Linked DNA regions of Sus scrofa: region 2 is linked to region 1. A link is a contact called in public Hi-C data. All regions are on one chromosome and are shown on one strand. Each heading gives the region's core, a stretch centred on a gene start, on an enhancer-like site or on the middle of the called end of the contact. The rest is flanking DNA. Distances are from core to core; before and after follow the strand shown.

Evidence for each region. Hi-C and Micro-C count contacts between places; a contact is called where the count stands out from the background.
Region 2: a contact with region 1 is called in a Hi-C map of liver, with 2.1 times the contacts expected there. The contact joins the enhancer-like site here to the promoter of WNT9B in region 1. A contact is called at or near these places in 2 of 5 promoter capture datasets (fetal liver and liver) and 12 of 47 Hi-C or Micro-C datasets (alveolar macrophages, embryonic fibroblasts, fetal heart ventricle and 7 more).

Annotation. Positions count from the first base shown.
Region 1 is chr12:17,707,041-17,712,263 of Sscrofa11.1, reverse strand. It overlaps WNT9B (protein Wnt-9b), which reads right to left and starts at 3,218. Exons shown (of 4, transcript XM_021066827.1): 1 at 3,080-3,218. The coding sequence starts at 3,159. The region is part of intron 5 of LOC102167870 (a long non-coding RNA gene); the gene reads left to right.
Region 2 is chr12:17,790,400-17,795,622 of Sscrofa11.1, reverse strand. GOSR2 (Golgi SNAP receptor complex member 2) reads right to left here. Exons shown (of 6, transcript XM_003131316.6): 6 at 1-5,223. Among named protein-coding and RNA genes, the nearest start is that of GOSR2, 25 kb to the right of the region's middle. Within about 2 kb of position 3,047, at least 3 of the 83 cell types and tissues checked have an H3K27ac peak or open chromatin away from gene starts, as enhancers often do. A contact at or near this core is called in alveolar macrophages and liver, where this site is marked.

The sequences.
Region 1 (5,223 bases), core at 1,969-4,468:
GAGTGACCCTAGACTTCCAAGCCAGGACCAGCTGGTTAGGGAAGCTTAGGACCTCCAGGTGCTAAAGACCTTGAAGGCAAGTGACTTGACCATGGACAACACAGAGAGTGGTCCAGAGCCAGAACAGATCTGGTCCACCTCCCATCCCATTGTCACCAGGCCATCCTGTCTCACTGCTGAGGACAGAGAATTTGTGGCCTCACCCATCCCTCTAAAGCCAAGAGAGTCTGACAGAGTTAACCAAGTAGGGGAGGGGTTTACCCCCTCCCCCACCACAGCTCCTTTGCAGCTGCTGTTCTCCTCTGTGACCACACAATATGAGCTGTGATCGCTGTTCTCTGCAGAGCAAAGAGCCCAGAGTGCAGGCGGGACCTGATCTCTATCCTGCCTCTCCCATAACTTGCTGTGTGACATAGGGTGAGTCACTGAACCTTTCTGACCTTCAGTTTCCTTTGGGGAACTATTACACCCATCCTGTATACCTCAAGAATGGGTCTGAGGATCAGATGACAAAGGGGCTGAATAAGAAAATGATTTGGAAACTGCACGACTAGTATTATCAGCATCAACAGAATTAGGCTCTAGACTCATGTAAAAGAACCAGAAGCAGTTGCCAGCTCACTGGTTTGGGGACGATGGTTGCTTCATCTGAAAAACATAAATAATAATATAGGACGTGCTTGAAGCAGGGAGTTAAGACCAGAGAAGTTTTGGGGGTCACTTCCAATTCTTTAAGTCTGATTCTATAATTTCAAAAACCTCAAGAAGATTGGCCTCACCTGTTCTCCTGATGTTTGAATTTTTTTTTCATCAAGATGCCAAAACACTTGCCTTGTAATCAGAAATGAGATTTCAAATGCTAATGACCTGGAGAAGGGAGAAGCACATCGCTTCTCATTTTCACTACGGTGTGAATGACTGATTTAGAGTTCTTCCAGAGCAAGTCATAACAGGGCTTACTTCATGAGCGTTCAAGCTGAATCCTGTCCTTTTCTCTGAGACCAAACACATGAGAGCATGAAGCCCCAGTTTTAGCTTATTCTCTAAGCACTTGTCCTCCTCCCCAGATCGGGGGAGGGGGGTGGTAGCTTAAGTGTACTTTTGCCAGCTCTGTCCAGGGGGATCTCACGACTTGGAAGAGGTGGCCCATGTGCACTTGAACCCTCTCAGCCCCAACCCACCCCTGATCCCTTTTCATTTCCCAGGCCACCCTCTTGCTCACAACCTTCAAGTTCCAGCCCTGTGTACTGCCACATACTTTTTTTCCCTTCCCACCACACCAGCCCGGGTGGTCCCAGCCCTCTGGAGCCCCTCTCCTCCCACCTCACCTGGCCCTTGCCCCATCCACAACCTTCAAACCCGAGCAAACGAAAAGACTGTGGCAATGAGCTGGTATCCGAGCTCATCATTTGTCCTCTACAGTCCGGCTCAAGTTGGGGCTGGATATCAAAATACTGTACCTGGTCTTCTTAATAATTACTAGCATTTACTATGTGCTAGACCCTGTTTTAAGTGCTTTGCAAGTACTAACTCACATGATCCTCATAGGAAATAAGCACTATTATCTCCATTTTACAGATGAGAGACTGAGGCACAGAGAGGTTAAGTGACTTGGCCAAGAGCACACAGCTAGCAAGTAGATGGATTAGGGATTGAACCCAAATTCTGTGCCCTAACCATTCGATCCTGTGTCCTGAGGTAGCAGCAGTGTCTTTTCAAGCCTAAAATCATTGGGAACAACCTGTATGTACAGTGCTCTTGAAGTGAATAGAGAGGCTTAGTCATATCAAGTTCAGCCCCTTCTTTGTACAAAACGGGACACTGAGGCAGAGACTGAGTGGTCTTCCCAGGTCACCAGCAAGTTGAGCCCAGAGCTAGTCTGGGCTGACACTACCCCACCCCCTATACATTTCAGAAGAGGCCATTGCCCACAGCCAAGGCATGCTTTAACCAGGGGTCATGACCTGGAAATTAGCACACAGCCCTATTCCAGCCTCTCCTGGACCTCTCAGACCCTTATTCACCCCTCCCTGCCAGGTCCTCAAGAGTAGTGTCTGGCAAGCCACTTGCTTGGTGGTTTATGTTTTTGGGGTTTGGCTTTTGTTTTTTGTTTTTTTGTTTGTTTGTTTTTTGCTTTTGCGGGATGGGGTTAGACTGTAAACCTCACCCTGACTTAGGTTGAAGATTTCAAAAAATGATTTAAAGTAACAGGCTGTGCATACTTGGAGCAAGCGTGGGGTGGAGGTCAGGAAAGTGACTTCACACCCATGACCCCATCGCCCACCCCAAGTCCCTGCAATTCAGGGTCAGAGAATGAGTGATGATTGCCCTGTAACTTGTTCTCCAAACACTGCCTGCTTTCACCTCATTCTCTCCCCAGGTGTCACGCCACCTCTGATCCTCCTTTTCCAGTCATATACACCACCTCCCCTCTCACTCTCTTCACCATTCTCTTGAGAATTCACCCAAAGCCAGGTCTGAAATTTGGTCAGGTTTCCCCCACAGAGGTTTCTCTCCGCGTCTCCAGCTGACACTCCCCACAGTCCGCAGGTTCCTCCATCGAGATCCCCTCCCCCGGCCTCGGTGACAACCCACCCGCCCAGCCAGCCAGCCAGGTCGCTGCTCCGCGGGGCAAAGGCAGAGGGTGGGGAGGGAGACCCTGGCAAGGGCTATGGCTAGACAGAGCCCACGATGGGGGCTGACAGAGCAACGAGTGAGGGTCAGAGAGGATATCTGAGCCCGAGACTGACGCCTGGACCGGAACAAGGTCCGAGACGCCTGCAGGGGTCCGGGAGCCTGCACCGGGCCAGGGTCCGAGACCTGATGGAGTGGGCGGGATGAGGTCTCGGACAGGGCAGGGGAGAAGAGCGGAGGTGTAGGGGATCAGAGCTCGGACCGAACCTGGGAAGCCAGAGAAGGCGGTCGGGGCGCGAACTCCGACCCTGAGGTGCGGCCAGTGCTACCGGGGCTAAGGACTGAGTTCGAGATCCCACCCCGGCCACCAGCGGGAAGGAAAAGTTGGCGGTGCTGCAGCGGGAGGAGGGGAAGGCAGGCGAACCGGGGCGCAGCGGGCACTGACCCGAAGTAGGCGGCGGCGGCGGCGGCGGGCAGCGCCAGCAGGCAGAGCGCGGCCAGGGCCAGCGCGGGCGGGGGGCGCATGATGCCGGCGACGCGGCGCCCTGTCGCATCTCCTCGCGCTGCTCAGTGCTCGCAGCGCCGCCACCAGCCGCCTGCAGGGCTTTAAACCCGGGTGGTGTGGGGCGGGGCGGAGCGGTTGGGGGGCGGGAGTGGCGCTTGCAGTGTCCCGGGGCGGCGAGCCCCCCGCCTCATTGGCCCCGCCGGCTTGCTCCGCCCCATCGCGGGTGGGGCCACCGCCCCGGGTCCGCCCCCGCCCTGCCCCCCAGCTCCCCTCCCACCCGCCCCAGGTGAGAGCTCACCTGAAGCCGCTCGGGCCGAAGAACGCGGCGGCTGAACCCGAAGGCCCTCGGGCCTGGAAGGCGAGGATGGGGGTACGAGGCGGGGACCGGGGGATTTCTGCCTCCCTGGGCGGGTGGTGGGACGCGCAGAATTCCCTCCCCTCACAAGGAAAAAGGGGTGGGGGGCATAGAAGGAGGGAGACGCTCGGAGTCCCGGAGCTGTGTCTCGTCCGCTCTCCCGCGGGCGGGTGCGCGTCCCTCTGCCCCAGCTCCGCGACTCTTCGAAGGCCGGGCCTTCGAATGCGGACGCAGAGCCGCTCTTCCAGAGCAGGAGAAATGCACGTCTAATGGCAAAGGGAGTCCTGGGAGGTGCCTTGGTCTCAGCGGAAGGGGGAAAGGGAGCCCAGTTTCTAAACAGGACACTGTCTGTCAAGGAGGAGCCCTCAGTGAGCATTTGGTGATGTTCAAGGAACAAAAACCTAGATTCTCCTGTCAGTGGGGCAGGCAGAGCCGGGGCGGGGGAGGAACCTCCTTTCCAAGGTGCGCAGATGCTAGAACTTCCCTCAGACAGCATGGAAATGTCCAGTTTGGGGCCACGACGCTCTGTCTTGCTAAATTTTTTAAAAAGTTTAACCCTAATTCCTGCAGCGAAGGTGCCATGATCAATGCAGTGGGGGGCACCGGTCTAGGAAAGCAACATACAAGTCATCCAAGCAAGATTCATTGCGGTTTTGAAAGTCTTGAACATGGGGTCAAATCCAGGCAAACAAATTGTGACTTGTCCTGAATGCCAAGATCTGCATGTAAAGTTTCCCCCAAATCAACCATGCATGCAGAACACTAGGTGACAGCGACCTTGGCTTTGTGGACACGAAGGGGTTGAGAGACTGGTGGGAAGATGGGAGCTGCAATATTAACAGAGGAAGCCACTGGCCACAGTGAGACTTTCTGAGCTCAGTTTCCCTGTCAAATGAGCAGAGTGATTAGCTAATCAATGATCTTTAACAACTCTGCCAGCGCTATCAAATCTCGTTCTGTTGATGAAGGCGCAGGACCTGAGTAAGTAAATGATGAACTCAGATATGAAATGGGGATGATGACAAATATCTCACAGGATTTTTCTGTAGAGATAAGAGTGATGCCAGGAGTTCTCGTCATGGCTCAGTGGTTAATGAATCTGACTAGGAACAATAAGCTTGTGGGTTTTATTCCTGGCTTTGCTCAGTGGGTTAAGGATCCGGCGTTGCAGACGGTGTATGTTGGTGTAGGTTGCAGACACGGCTCGGATCCCATGTTGCTGTGGCTGTGGTGTAGGCCGTGGCTACAGCTCCGATTAGACCCCTACCCTGGGAACCTCCACATGCCGTGGGTGCGGCCCTAGAAAGGACAGAAAGACCAAAACCAAAACAAAAAAAAGAGTGATGCCAAATGCCTAGCAGGTGCTGGCTTTCATTTCAGGGGTTGTTATCCTGCAGGCAGGACCAGTGGTGTGCTGGTGCTTACAACTGCTCTGCGAGTCAGGCAAGAGTCTAACATATAATTTGCCAATTTCTGTGCTGCAAATATTGCCATCGCGACTGATTTCAAGCTATCAGTGTGGCGTCATCTTGATCTCTGGAGTTAGAAAGAGATTTGTACAGGTGGCTCTGCAGGCCAATCCGAACCAGCTCCAACACATCACTGGTAAGACCTTGAATCAGGCTTAGCAAGGCTCAGAGGAGGGGATGCCAAGCTGGACCAGTGTGAGTCAGGGAGGAGCAAGAGCCCCCACCAGGCCCCAGCCACCCCAATGGGCACCTGAATTCAG
Region 2 (5,223 bases), core at 1,798-4,297, 84 kb before region 1:
CATAAGAAGGGACCAGACCTAGGTCTTGTTCAAAGCTACCATCCCATGTCCCAGGCTGTGCAGAAGCACTTTATATACATTGCAGAGTTCACTGGCTCCCAGCCTCCCTGTGGGACGTCTGTATTTTGGTTTTGTTTTCCTTTTTTTGGCCACCCCATGGCATATGGGGTTCCCAGGCCAGGGTTCAGATCTAAGCCGAAGTTGTGACCTACATCCTTGAATGCACCGTGCTAGGCCAGGGATAGAACCTGCATCCTAGTGCTGCAGAGAAGCCACCAATCCTGTTGCACCACAGCAGGAACTCAGCCCAGCCTCCCTGTGGGATGGCATAATTTATCCCTACAGGATAAGACACCAGTTTGGGGATAGGTGAAAAGCCTTGCTCAAGGCGACACAATTAATAAGGGACAGAGCTGGGCTGCATACCCAGGCCTGCTTGATTCTAATCCCTTAAGCTTTCTTGCCTCTTAACAATCACTTCTACTGACTGCCAAGATCTCAAGTGTGGGCACATGAACCACCATTAGGAGGAAGCTGTTAGTATTCCCATCCCACAGATGAGCAAACAGGTTGGGGTAATTAAGCCCAAGGTTACCTTGCTAGAAAGTGGTAAAGTCAAGATTCTAAGCCGTATCTACCAACCCCACCACAACACCAACTCGCCACCCCTCATCCTGCTTGCGGCATCTCACAAGGTCATGTCCAAGGTCTTTGGTGGCCAGGACTTCTCAGGAGCTAACCCTGTCACAACACACACCGTCTACAGCTTCTCCACTAGGTCTCATCAGCATGTCATCAGGGGCCGTGGGGAGAGCACACTGTGGCTCAGCGGGTTAAGAACCCAACATAGTGTCCGTGAGGATGTGGCCTCACACCCCTGGCCTTGCTCAGTGGGTTAAGGATCTGATGTTGCCACAAGCTGCAGTGTAGGTTGAAGATGCAGCTTGGATCTGGCATGGCTGTGGCTGTAGTGCAGGCCAGCAGCTGCAGCTGATGAGACCACTAACCTGGGAAAGTCCACATGCCACAGATGCAGCTGTAAAAAGAAAAAAGAAAGGAGCTGTGGGGAGCTCTCAAGGCGGGCAGCAGTGCCAGCCTCTGCTCTCACAGCTGCGTCCACCTGGTGGTTGCTCCACGCCTGAGGACTGCAGACACGGGCGCTCCTGAGAAAGACCGACGACTCCCCAGAGCTGCAGCACACCCCCACTCCTGACTGATCCCAAAGACGCGGCTTTAAACCAGACCCCATGGCGAGGCTGGCTCAGGAGCGCCCCACTCCCGCTCCCTGAGCAGTGGCTCCTGGGTCCACAGAGCCCAAGGCGCCAGCAGGGACCCTTCCCACTGCTCCTGGTTCAGGATAACAGTTAAGGATCTTTCCATTCTGCCTTCAAGCTTCAACCCCCGCTCCAGCTTCCTACCCTACACTTCCCCACTCTTTCCACAGGCCACTGGGAGACCCAGCCAGCTGAGACCAGAGTTCACACTCCCCCCTCCCAACCAGCTCCCCTCCAGGACACCCCCACCCTCTCCACCCAGCTGCAGTCCTCCCTCCGGGCCGTGTCCCGACAGCACTGGGACCCAGGTCTGAAGCCCTCTGCCCTCTGAAGGCGCAATCTCCCATATCTACCCCACTTCCTTGGCACCTATCACTGCCCCATGACGTCTTATAATTACTGACTTTTTATGTTAAAAGGGTGAGATACTAGGGTTGAGCTGATACTAGGGTTGAGCTTCCCCCACTTAAGTGACTATCCCAGGCCTTCTACGTCTTTATGTGCTGGACTCCAAATGGATGACTTTGGAAAACTTGTTGTAAGGTAACTTCTCATTCAAGGAAGCGGCCACGGCTCCCATTCTGGAATTCTGTTCTGGGGCTGCCTTCCGAGGGTCTCCCAGGTCCCCGGGCTGTGGTAAGAGAGGCTGCTTCCTGCTACAGAGGTGGAGGAGGGGGCAGAAATGGTTTTGTGGAAGAAATCAGCACAGACATGACTTTGCGGCCACCTATGCTCACAGCCACAAGAATTCAGACTGCATCTGCGAGCGTTGGGGGTTTTAGCTTTTCATGTTCACCACGTGGAAAGCCTGAGGGCCGGCGAGGATGATCCTCTGCTCCTGCAGAGGTCCTGACTCCTGACCCGCTGCCTGGGCCTGCACACGTTCCGGCAAGAGACACTCTTAGCAGGGCATGCTGACCAGGGCCAGGGGAGCAGAGCCAGGGGCCGGGCTCTGCCCACGCTGCCCTGGGTGAAAGAAAGTGGAGTCCATGGCGCGGGCTGGAAAAGGGAAGAAGAGAGTGAAACCGCAGCCCTTCCGCCCCTGATGAGTGACCGCCCACCAAGGAGTGGATGCTGTCTGAATTCTTGTGGCTGTGAGCAGAGGTGGCCGCAGTCACGTCTGTGCTGATTTCTTCCACAAAACCATTTCTGCCCCCTCCTTGGGTCTCTGAGCAGCAGCTGTTTCTTGGATGGGCTCTGAGCTGGTGGGAAGAAGCCGTGAGCCAAGCGGATGATGGCACGTCAGCTCTCCTAGCAGATCCCTCTCCAGCCTCTGACAGCCAGAGGCTGATTAAAGCGTGTTAACTCCCGCCCCCGCCACCCTGTTCCCCTTCAACTTGGCCCACAACCCTTCCTCTCCTTCAAACGTCCTGCAGCCTTCACCTCGCTTCTGCCCAGAAAGCCCTTGCTAGTTAAGCCCCCTGCACCAGTGCTGACCCTCCACCTTGGCAGTTCTGCTTGTTTCAATGAGTAGTTCTCGTCTTTCCCGTTAAATGGGAAGAATGACCTAACACACCTGGAAGGCATTTAGAGCAATGGTTCTCAACCTTGGCTGCACCCGAGAATCTCTTGGAATGTTAAAAAGAAAAAAAAAAAAAATCCTGAAATCCAGGCCACACCCCTGATCAAGTAGCTCAGATCCTTGGGGGCCAAGAGTCAGAATCGAGATTTTTAGTTTATTTTTTTGACCGAGCCCATGGTGTATGGAAGTTCCTTGGCCAGGGGAACCACAGCAGTGACAATGCTGAGCCCTTAACTGCTAGGCCACCAGGAAACTCCCAGAATCAAGACATTGCAAAACTCCCCAGTAAGTGGCTAAGGCTGAGAATGACTGCTTCAGACGTCTGGAGTCTGCTACAAAACATGAGGTCATTTTGGCCCTGTGACAACTCTGGGAAGGAACACAAGACAGGTGTGACTCCCATTCTAAGAGAACACTTAGGTTCAGAGAGGTGCCGGCCATGTGGCTGCCGCCAGCAGAGCTGGGATTCGAAAGCAGGTGCCTGCATCCTAGACTCAGGGCTTTTACTGCTGCCACTTCCTCTTTAATGACTGCCAGCTGCCGAGGGCAGAGGTCGCTCCCAACCCCCGTCTGCCCTAAAACAGTTAACACGATGCCAGGCATATGCCCTGTGTACTAAGAGCTTCCCTGCCAAGGAGGGCCTGGTGGAGCTTGTGTGGGCTCTTCATGAGGAGGGGCTGGGGAGACCCCACCAACAGAATTGCTAGGTCAGAGGGACAGGCTCCGAGGCCACAGTCCCCTCTTCCTGGATTTCTTCTATCAGTCATCGGTGTCTTAGGTTTTAGCGTAAGCAGGGTGACCAACAATCCTGGTTTATTCCAGCCGAAGCAGGTCACCAGGATTTAGGACTTTCAGCTTTAAAGCCAGGACACATTAGTTGCCCTCCTTGTCTCTCCCCAAACAGTCCTGGTTGGCACCTTTTTCCTTCCATGCCCCCTCCTCCCTTTATATTTATCATCACTGCTGCTGAGGGCCCATGAGCACAGGCTGGTGGCTTCCTCCAGGCCTGGCCACACCAGCTCAGCTGAACCATGGCCTCCATGTCTCAGAAGTCTGTCATCTGCATGCGCTGGGGTCCCCCAGTGCCCCGCTACAGGCCGCTGGCCTGACAGCTGCAGAACCAACGCCTGCTGCACACGCAGGATGCACAGAGGTCCCCGCAGCGAGGACTCCTCAGCAACCACCATTCCCCAGGAAATGTGTAGCACTGGAGGTAGGTTGGGGGGGAGGGTGTCTCTTAGAGGTGACATGGGATTGTGGGGGTGTCTGGGACACATCCCAGAGGAAACAAAGACGCTGATATGCAAAAGAGCATCACAGCATGTTCCCAGAAGGCTAAGCAGTCTCGGGAGGAAGGAGAGCTGGGCAGGGCTGGGAGGTGCCACTGGAGGTGGCAGTGACAGGCTGGCCTGTCACACTATGGTGCTGTCCTCAGCAGACACAGAGGCATCAATGAGGGGGGCCCCTGGCCAAGAAGGACCTTCTTCCCAAAGCACACGGGAGAATTAAATAATCCCCGGCTGGTCTAGAGCAGTGGCTCCCTTGGTGTGGCCGAGGGACGTCTGCAGGGCGGCCTTGTCCTGGGTAGAAGGCGCTTGTGCTGGAACAGTCTCTCATCCTCATCCACACGTTACAAACACCTGGACGTCCCTTAAAACCTCCACCATCCAGGCTGCATCCCAATTAAATCAGAACGGATTAGGGTAATAGCCACACATGGGGCTCTTTCAAAGACTGGAGGGGATCCTGATGTCGAGCCATGGCTGAGACCCCTCTGCTAGAGGGACGTGGGGATGAGGCGGGAGGGACTGCTCAGAGAGGAGGGTCTACGGTGGGGACTTAACCAACTGCACCTGAGCGGGCCAAGGACACGCAGAGTCCCCTCGCCGCCGTCCCACCTCCCTTCTCTCCCATGGGCCACACGACGTGAAAGGTCACAAAAAGGGAGAAGGAACCGATCGATACCACACAGGAAACCGTGTTCCAATGCTTGCCTGCAGCATGAGTGAAGGGGGCAGGGAGGGTGGTTCTGGCCATACCCTGAAGCTACTGCTCAGAAGGGAACTTCTGGATCTGAAAGGAAGCAAACCAAACCTGCAACTGTTTCCACCTCTTCCAAGTACACCAGGCCAGAGGCAGAGCCGAGGCATGGGCCGACCAGCCAGAAAGGGTTATGTCGCTCCCTAGTGGCAGGACCTGAGTACAGCTCCCATTCCCCACTCCCAGAGGCTCCTCCTTAAATCCTCTCTCCCCCTTTCAATTAGGCAAGTATTTTAGAGCAGAGAACCTGCCATGAAAGGTGCAACAAATGCATTACAGCCCTCTACCCAATCCTGGCGGGCTGCCTTGCTCCCCTGCATCTCGTCCTGAGCACAGGAGGCAGGCAGGGTGGTGCAGTGGTTATGACCTGGGTTATGCGGCTATGAG